Regions from separate parts of the Gossypium hirsutum genome. Here region 2 is linked to region 1. A link is a contact called in public Hi-C data. All regions are on one chromosome and are shown on one strand. Each heading gives the region's core, a stretch centred on a gene start, on an enhancer-like site or on the middle of the called end of the contact. The rest is flanking DNA. Distances are from core to core; before and after follow the strand shown.

The links. A called contact is a pair of places that touch in the nucleus more often than the background predicts.
Region 2: a contact with region 1 is called in a Hi-C map of leaf, with 2.2 times the contacts expected there. The contact joins the promoter of LOC107935986 here to the promoter of LOC107939145 in region 1. A contact is called at or near these places in 2 of 34 Hi-C or Micro-C datasets (both in leaf).

What each region holds. Positions count from the first base shown.
Region 1 is chrA02:2,347,082-2,352,124 of Gossypium_hirsutum_v2.1, forward strand. It overlaps LOC107939145 (chaperone protein dnaJ 20, chloroplastic), which reads right to left and starts at 3,577. Exons shown (of 2, transcript XM_016872425.2): 1 at 2,551-3,577; 2 at 670-1,027. The coding sequence starts at 2,970. The coding sequence ends at 878.
Region 2 is chrA02:2,583,829-2,589,052 of Gossypium_hirsutum_v2.1, forward strand. It overlaps LOC107935986 (eEF1A lysine and N-terminal methyltransferase), which reads right to left and starts at 2,492. Exons shown (of 16, transcript XM_016868625.2): 1 at 1,968-2,492; 2 at 1,303-1,404; 3 at 1,135-1,201; 4 at 756-937; 5 at 233-493. The coding sequence starts at 2,372. LOC107935994 (alkaline ceramidase) reads left to right here and starts at 4,303. Exons shown (of 3, transcript XM_016868634.2): 1 at 4,303-4,578.

The DNA of each region.
Region 1 (5,043 bases), core at 2,327-4,826:
CTCTGACTGTGTCTGGGTTCTTCATGCTTGTAAGCTACGTTATTCCGACTCTTCTCATTTTTCTCAAAGTACTCGTGTCCAGACATGGATGTGAGGATATGACCGTCAAAGGTCTTCATATACAAAGGAAACTTAGAAATATCTGGTTTTACCCGTGTTAGAATATAAATCAGACCAGTTGATTCAATTGGGAACTTTTAGGTCAAGTAGTTTGACTGTAGCGGTTTAATCGAAGATTTTAAGAACTGTGAAAACTGGAAACCGGAAATCAGATGACCTGGAAGAGCTCCGGTGAACTCACAATTTGTGTATTTTAAAGAACTTCAAAAACGTAAGGGGCTTATTAAGATTAAATACGAGCAATGCTGTTGCCTGCTTGAAGTACGGTAACGGTATTTATAATCTTCACTTCTCTTTAATGCATTCACAGATAATATTACTAATTTCGTCAGCTCACTCATCTTGTTCTTCGCACTTCCATTCGTATTTGTTTCTTTCAATAATCCACTGAGATTAAACCCATTGAATCTGAAACCCTTATCGGTTTAACCTTTGTTTCAGTTTTTTTACTCATCATTGTAATTTGATTGAAAGAATGATTATACCATTTATTGTGATCATTTGTTAAAAAACAAAGCGTAAAATGAAAAATCACAAAGAGGCTTCAACTTCAAGACCAAAATATGAGCAAAGTAAAATTTAAGACGAGCAAGTCAAACTCTGATAGATTTTATGTACATACTAGAAGACAAGTCCTAAAATTAGCATTGGAAGTCATATTTTGAGCAATGCTATATGTATACAAGAGAAAGCCAAAAAAGCTAGCAGAAGGCGTTTCATGTTTTGTATGAACAGAGGTTGAAAGGGAAATTCTGTTTTATAGTTCTTTAGATAATTCTTCCCTTTGCCTACGCATTCGAGCTCCCCATGACATGTTTCCTCCGGCATCCCTGTTCCTGCTTCTTCTCTTCAGCTCTGATAGCTGAGATTGCCATCTATTTTTCCACTCGCTCCGATCTTCTAGATCCTGGTTGTGAAGAAAATGTAAGAATTTAAAGCAAAAACGTAATGGATTCTCTCAACGGACGAGAAAATATGACAGTAACGCAGGAACGTCGAAAGACTCTAAACAGTTATGCGTATTTGTCAGCCCTGAAACAAATTATTACAGGCTAGAAGGAAAGCAACTTTCATCAGAAAACAATCCAAGGTTCAGAAGAAGATAACAAAAGCTTAAGATTTGCCAAATATCATACAGTATAATTAAGGGACCAGACAAAACCGAAGGACTTCATCATTAACGGTATTTAGTCACAAGCAGCAAATCCTATTGGCAAGGAAAGCAACAAATGAGGTCTCTCTGCTTTGCTCTAATAACCATGGCAAATTGAGGGAGAATGGCAGCTGCCCATGTTTGAACCCGAGACTTTTAAAGCATACAAGTGTGGCAATCACATCTCGCTCATATGAAAGCTATCAAAGTTAAGGAAATGTTTGAAAATGATGCACCAAGAAACAACTAATAAGTACCAAAGCAAAGGAGGAGGACTAGTTAACCATCATTCACATTTGCAAAGACAAGGGAGCTAACAAAGGCAGTTTCATCGTATTGCAAAGCATACGAAAACTCCAGGTAACTAACTATACAGGAACTTAATCGGTATGGTGTCAAGAAGGAAACGGAAGTCGAACTAACAGCTTAGACTCAAAGACATAATGAACACATTAAACACTATAAGTGTCCATTAGTTTTGCAGAAAATGACTTCTAGAAACGATGTCCTCGTTCACTAGTATTTCTTTCAAGAGAGACAACTTGGTCAACGAAAAATTAACCCATTTCTTCCGGAAAATGTCTTAAGCTTTAAGCACCATAGATCCCCTATGAATTGAGTTCAATCCCACTTTAAAGCAAAGCATAAAAAAAGAAATCCTAAGTATTGTTCAATCCTTTTTATATCAATAGAAATTTGCAGAAAAAAAACAACCGCCGACAAAATTTATATTAAAGTGGATGATCCAACCAATAGACTGTCAATTTTCTGAAAAAATAAGTTGAATTTTCATAAACCAATTTTCTAAAAGATGTACCTAGTCTACACTTCAATACCCTTGAAGCTTTAGGAAATACAATAATTTTTTCTATGTTCTAATTATATTGGAAAGGACCAAATTTCCATATGTTTCTCTCAATTTCAACAGACAAAATATACTAAATTTCAACCAATCCCAACTACAATATAAATTGAAAAGTTTGTCAAACCATCAATCCAATACCCAAAATAGACATCAAAATTATTACAATTTGAAATTCCAACTTAAAAGCTACCAAAGTTCAAATCTTGGAGAAAGAAATTAGATTCATGGAATAGAACAAAAAAAAGGTTGGAAATTCCCATAATAAAAAGTGAAAAGAAAAATAATTGATCAAAAACCTATTTCAAGAGCAAAACAAATAAAACCCAGATAAATAAAGCTCCCAAAAACATTTAAAAAAAAACCAAAGTTAAAATTAATAAGAAAAATAGAATAGAAAATAAAAGAAGAATACCTCATCGTATTGATAACGTCGTCTAGCAGAGAAAGCAAGGTGAATCCCCAAAGCTAAATCCTTATCATACAAAGCCCTCCTCCTTGGATCCGACAAAGTCTCATAAGCTTCCTGGACCCGTATAAACCGCTCCGTATACTCCTCGACCCGATCCGGCGGCGAAACATCCGGGTGGTACTTCCTAGCTAGCTGCTTATACGCTTGTTTTATCTCCAACGAAGTACCCCTTTCTGATATCCCCAGTAACTCATAAAAACTCATCTCTTTCCTCGCTTCGTCGATTTTCGCCTTGATTTTGAACAACCCAAATTTAATCCGGGTCGGTTGGAACGTTCTACGTAACTGGAGGAAGGAAGTTTCCGGCGAAAAGAACCGGGCGTCTGTCCCCGGTATCGCTGTCAATCCATAACTGCAACGCATCTTGCGGGGGGGGGGAATTGGAAAAGATTTCTTTGCCAATTATGAGGGAAATTTGTTCATTAGTTAAGTTTTGCAAAAATTGAGATGAAATTTAGAAGAAAAAAATGACAATAAATTAAGAGAAAAAGAGAGAAATTATTGGTTGTGTGGAGAGGGAAGGAAGAAAGGGAGATTAGGAAGGAAAATGATATTTTGTGGGGGGATGAAAGTGAAAGGAAAATTTGTTTGGAAGGATTAGAACACAAGTTTCCCTTATAAACTCGAAACCTTTATTAAGCTTTGTTTTATTTTCCTTTTTAATTACGAAATTGATATAAACTTCATTAATAATTTAACATTTAGTAAGACACGTGTTAACTCGATTGTCATAAATATTTATTAGTGTAGAAAAATATAAATTTGAGTATGTTAAAATATATTATTTTAAAAATAGATTAGGAGTAATTTTAAATATTGTATTAAAAAAATCAGATATAATAATAACAAATTTTTTAAAATTATTTTTAGTATTACGTAAAAATAGTAAACTAACATAGTATTATACATATATGCTATGTTTGATGTCAGTATTATTTGTTCATCACGTTTTTGAGCTAAAAAGTTTTTCTTCTTTTTATTTTGTAGAGGTCATATTTTTTACATGAGTTTTTACTTATTTTACCAGTTTCTACTTTAAATTTATACTAATTATTTTTTTATTTTATGTCTAGTTATTATAGTATATATGTAATAAATAAGAATTTTTCTTTATTTTATTATTTAGTAACCGAACAAGACAATAACGATAATTGGATCAGAATTAAAATTTTAAATTTTATAAATTAAAAAAATATCAAATTAAAATACAAAGATTTACGTAATATTTGATAAGTTAGAAATTAAATATTGAATTTGAATTATATAAATTATATGGATATGTTTAGCAAAAAAAAATTATTCAACAAAATGGGAATGAAAAATAAATAAAGAGTAGTCAAATATTGAAAGTAGTCTTAGACTAAAATAAATAAATAAATAAATAAATAAATAAAATAAACTTAACATATTTTTATTAAGTGACAAAATAACTTTTATTTATCTATCATTTTCAATATTTTTATTGAAAAATCCTATGAGGTAGTTCTTATCTTAAACATATTTAGAAAAAGTAAATTATTGAAAAGACGAGCTTTCAATTAGTCAAAAAAATTTTATTGACTAATCAAATAAATCCTATATTCATATATATAATTAACATATTATTTATATTTTAAAAGAAATTTGGGAATTATTCCTTTTTATAAAAGTATAATGCTCAAAAGGATTTGAATACTTATGCATTCTGGAAAGTCAAATACGCATACAAAGATTACAAATTAACTGATAAATATTAACCTTACTTAGTAGGTAAACATACAAATCTTTGAAGTGCCTCTTAATATTGCATCTACGGCTCTTCGACAAAGCAAAGCATTTAGTATTACTTAATAATTGATTTAATATTATTTTATTTTTTAAAATTAGAGAGAGAAATTTGGTTTTTATAAATCCTAACCACTTGACATCTCAGAACCGTTACTTTCCAGTCCAATCATAAAATCATTTACTCTGAAGTTTGGTTTTATCTATTTTCTGAAAAAAAATTGGAATTCCAATTGAGAAATATCCAAATCAACTTTTCAGAATGTCCACATCCACATCCACATCTCACGTAACCCATCAATTGTTTTCAATTTATTTTGGGTGTTTTTCTATCATTATATTCTCTCCTTTAATTGATTAAGTCTTAAGCATAAAAATTAATGTTCTAAGTATATTAAAACACATTATTTTCACATTTAAGAATTGAAAAAAAGTTAAATGAGTAGTTTTAAACATTGTATCTAAAAAAATTTACTATAAATTTTCTGACTTGGACTGTTAGTACATTTATTTTAAAATTTTAATTTGAAGGCATGCAAATGATTTTCTAATCCTAGCTGTAAAATGAAATAACTTCTACCCTAGTATTTATTCAGTGACTATCCTTTAAATATTGTAATATATATTTGGGATAAAAAAACATTTATTAATTTTTTATTAACTTGAAAGCCA
Region 2 (5,224 bases), core at 1,242-3,741, 240 kb after region 1:
TTTTCTGCATACATGTTTATGGGTGCCTGGAAGAAAAGATATGCTGACTGCCTTTTATATTCAATAATACAACAATATTTTCCATTTCCCAGGCAAACATAGAAGAAGAAAGAAAAGTGGAAGGCCCTTAATATGTGAATTTTATGTTGTATTTATTATTATGGATTCTATCCACAACTTCCCTATACTCTAATTTCTCATGTTAGCAAGTATTTACAAGTCAAAATCATACCTTAGGAACAATAAAGACACCACAGCGAAAAGAGAATGCCCCAGACTGTTGTTTAGCATCAAGCAATACAGCTTTGTAACAAAAGTGTGAGACGCCTTGTTCACCCAGAGTAAGCAGAACTCTATGACCAGGGCTAAGTTTTTGCAGATCCCCCTTAGCTCCAAGTTGCAGATCTTCAAGAGAATATAGTACATCAGAGCCACTCAAGTATTCTCCACGTATTTGATTCTCACTTTCAAGGGCTTCAAGAAGACCAGAAGCCTAAAAACAGATTCATAGATTTATATCAAAACCTTTAAAGGGACTTGGGCTCCAAGATTTTACAATGGAGATTACATTGGTAACGAAATATTATAATGAGGAAATTTATTTGCCTATTTCCATTTTAGTTAAACATGAAAGAAGCCATTACAGGAAGCACGATCATTATTACATTTCAATAGTTGACTACTGCAATTTTACTCAATTTATGTTACAAAATGTTTTATTAAAATAATAATAATAATAACTAGACCCTGAGTACCTGATTTGGATTGCAAGCAAGGGAAGAATGATCGAAAGATGAAATGATCTGGAGAAGTTCATTGGAACTTTCCTTCTCAGCAACCACCATAAAAGTTTGGAGATCCGGCTTAGTAGATGGTTTCTGAGGTATAGCATAAAGGCAAACATTCCAGCCAAATCTGAACTTTGGAAAAAGCAAACCTAAAATTATAAAAAGCAACATGTACCTTAGCAAAGCCAGTAATTGATTAAAAAAATGTAGGACAAATATAACTAAATAATAATAATAATTAAGCAGGTAAATGAATGGTTAATATCCATCTCTACAACAAGACAACTTTTACTTCTATCTCTTCAATATAAGCAAAAAATTTCTTTTTGTATTAAGGTCAAAGTACCTAGAACATGGGATTCTGCCAAGGTAAGACAAATGAACTTTCCCCTGGACTTCAAAACTCTTTTGACCTGGATAAATGCAACTCTTGTGAATCCAACAAAAAATTTGAACCCACCATGACAATTATAGTATGTTATATGAAATAAGCTGAATCAGAACTCCACAACACCTCTGACAAATATTTAGTCCCTAGCTGAGGGCCAAGTTCTGGCTCCATCAAAGCATCCAATCCACCTTTGTCGAGAACAACATTGAAAGTGTCATCTGGGAACTGGTAAACATAGTAATATCAGGTAAATGGGATGTTAAAGGAAACCATTAAATTATGGAACTAGGACATTTAAAAAAAAATTACTCCGTTCATTAAGAAGCATCATAAGCACTAAGGCAATAGGTTGACAAAGCACTAAGGCAATAGGTTGACAGACATCAGTCCATCTGACTCAAAACTTTCCATCACAAGAGACAATATTGTTATAGGAATTCAGACTTCAATAAATGTTATAAATAACAGTAATGCAGTAGTATTCCAGCTGATATCATGTAAGATGAAAACCATAAAGTTCTAAATAATCTCTAATCATCCCTGTTCCAGATGCACAATATAACTCAAGAGTTTAAAACGGCATATAAATTCTTAATTTGATGGATATTTAGTATATACCATTGAACGTGCCCAATGCACCTTTATAAGTTAAGTTTCAGCTAAGAAATGCCACTCCCCGTTTGAGCACCCCAAAGGGAGAAACTTCCATAACATTAAAACTTAGTAGAAAACAAATTCAAACAAATTAAACAAGTAAAACAACCCAAGTTAAGAAAATAAGAAAAAACCTGCATTTGGGTCATGTCCATAACCCGCCAACGCATGTTGGGTCGGTCCCTTACATTACGTCGAAGCATGCCGGAGATGACAACTTTGGAAAAATCTATATTGGTTATATCACCAAATCCGGCGTCGTATAAATGCTCCGATAATCGGGAGTTGCCACAACCAGGCACCAATATTCGCAACGAAGAAGAAGGAGAAAGGGAAGAGGGTGATGGGTGTTGTTGAATACGAGGGAGAAGTGAGTCACGAAGCTGAGGCCACTCAGCGTACCACTCGAACGAGTCATCACTGCCACGGATGGTAAAGAAGCTATCCCAGTTTTCTTTGCTGGTGAAGTCTCCGAGTGTATTGAGAAGATCGTCTTTTGAGGCTGATGGTTGCTGCTTTTGGTTTTTCTTCTTCCCCATTTTTGTCCTTCAACGTTTTGCTTAGGGTTTAATTTACAAGGGTTTTTGTCTCTGAAGTTTATAGTTTCTTCATTTTTCCCTTCCTTTTCATTTTTGTTTAGATGCATGAACCGGCTTGGTCGATTTTTTAATTTGAGAAAAAATTAAGATTAAAATAATAACTAAAGATAAAAAAGTAAAAATAATCCTCTTTTGGAAAAAAACCTTAAAAGTAAAACTATCAAAATTCTAAAGTTTTCGTAACCGGATAGATGGTCAAATTAATTAGATCATCAAATCTTATTTTGATTGGTTCAATCAATTCGTCCAATTTAATTGAATAAATTGTTAAAAAAATTAAAAATAAAGTAAATTGATTCAACTAATTTTACAGTCGATTCAACCACTCTGACTGGTTAATTTGATCAATTCACGGATTAAACAATCTAACCCTTGCTTCTGATTGGTACCTTGATTGGTCCTGATCTAATTGACTTGTTCGATACAATTCCAAAAAAGTGAAAAATCAAAATTTTAATTATTTTTATGATTAAAAATCAAAATATAGTAAAAACCTAATTTTTGAGTTTTTTTTTTATTTCTAGCTTTTGGTTTTTATTAGTTAAGATCAATTTTATGTGGGAAAATGTCAATGTCACTAAATTATTAATAAATTTACATTTTATTTAATTAATTTAAAATTTTAAAAATTAATTGTTAAATTATCCAAAATATTTCATTTAAATATTTAATAGATGATTGATGTGGTCACAATAAGTATTAGATATCGCTGACTATGACGATTGCTTGCAGCCCTTTTCATTAGGTCAGTTGTGGCATTTTCTCTCTCAATCATCTATGATTAAGTCTCTCTTAATCGTTTTCTAACCTTATAACCACTTATTCCTACATGAATAGTTATTTTAATAAAAGAAAAAAGAAAAGTTGAGGCTTGGAAACTTTGAGATCTTGAATTCTAATTTCACGACCTATATACTTTAAGCAGTATTGTTCATGAGTTGGACTGAAATTCGTTAAAAAAATTGGGACGGTTTGGGCAAAATATAAGTAGGAAAAATATATTTGGATAAGAAAAATAAAGCTCGTTTTTTAATTGGGTTGAGCTTTAGGTAAGCCTTTTTTTTGTCTTAAGCCTAACTTGATTCGACTTTTTATTGTTTTTTTATTATTTTGCTATTATATTATTATTATTTTGTTGTTATTGTTTGGATATTATATAACTTTTGTTTTATTATTAATTTTACTACTATTTTAGATGTATTTGTTTACTAAGTTGCACCATGTTATTCAAGTATACTTTTTTTTTAAAAACATTTTCGTTTGTTGGAAAATATTTATTTTAATGTTTTTAGTATATTTAATGTATTGTATTTTTAATTTTATTCTTATATAAAAATAATAATACAAAAAAATTTAATACAGGCAAGCTGGGCTAAAGTTTTAGCATTTTATTTAGATCGATCTTGGCCTAAAATTTTTACTTGACTCAGCTCAAACTTAGCCCGACCTGGTTCATGAACATCTCTAATCCTAAACTGATTCTGACTTAGTTTTTATTCTAATTTATAAATATCAACCCTAACTAAATTTATTCTAGACTCTTATATATTTTGATTATTCACTCGAATACAATTTATTATTATTAATTTTAATTATTATTATTTAAATCATTAGGTTATAATCAACTTCTTAAATTTTCGTTTAAAAAAATTATATAACTTCTTCTTGAAGAAGAAAAGAAAAAGTATCCACAGAGTCAAATTATAACTACTAATAAAAGTAAAAATATATATATATAAAAAGAAATCATAATCCAAACTTAGAATAGTTAAGCAAAAAAGGGAGATTAGTTAGATGAAAAATAAGAAGAAGCCAACTCATGGAAGTAGAAATACCTTTTAGTAAATCATTAATCAATCAAAATCCTCATAGACCGTACGATACTATCTTACAGGGTAAAAATCTCAACCCTTCATCATTCTGATCCAACGTTCACAATTTGCCTTTCCCGTCAATATTCCATCTTCCCAACTCGCATCTTTTAGCCTCCTTTCGCGAATCTTTTTATTTTTTTATTTTTTATTTCCCCTTCATTAACATTATATAAAAAGAAAAAAAAATACTCCAAGAGAAACCCAAAAAATACTCCAAAAGACTGTGGTTTAATTGATATCTTTGAAACCCCAGATCTGATTTCTTATAAAAGGTTAGTTTCTATATCACTTTCATGTCCATTTTCCATTTTTTTCTGTATTTTTTTGTTTCATATCTTATGGTACAATATGAGTAATTTTGCTGTTGAAAATCCTTTTTGATTTACTTTTTGAGGAATGGGTATTAAAGGGTAAGGTCAAATTTCAATGGGATGTTTTGTCTTTTTGTTTAGGATTTTCAAGGGTAGTACATTACGATGTTATGGATAGTTGAGAGACGTTTTATTTTCTTAAATTTATAATTTTTTTAATACTATTTTGCTGCCAAAGTTGGATTTTTTTTTTATGATAGAAAAAATAAAATAGAATCTGATTGATAGGCAATGCTAGGTTTTTAAAGAGGGGATTTAAGTGCTATAAATTTAGGGTATCTTTTCCTGAGGATTAGGTTGGATATGTTTTTTTTTTGTTGGGGGGTGTGTTCTTATGAGATATGCAGTATTCTGAGGCCAGTTTTGAACTTATGCTCAAGGCATTGCTTGAAGATTGGATGAACTTTGAAGTTCTGGATCTTAAAGAAGATAGCATTGGCCAGATTCTTTAGGTCAAAAAGGGTTTAGGGGAGGTTTTAAGGAATGGGATTTCGGTCGGTGATTGGGATATTTATTAGTTAATTTCTTATGTTTCTTCATTTGCTAG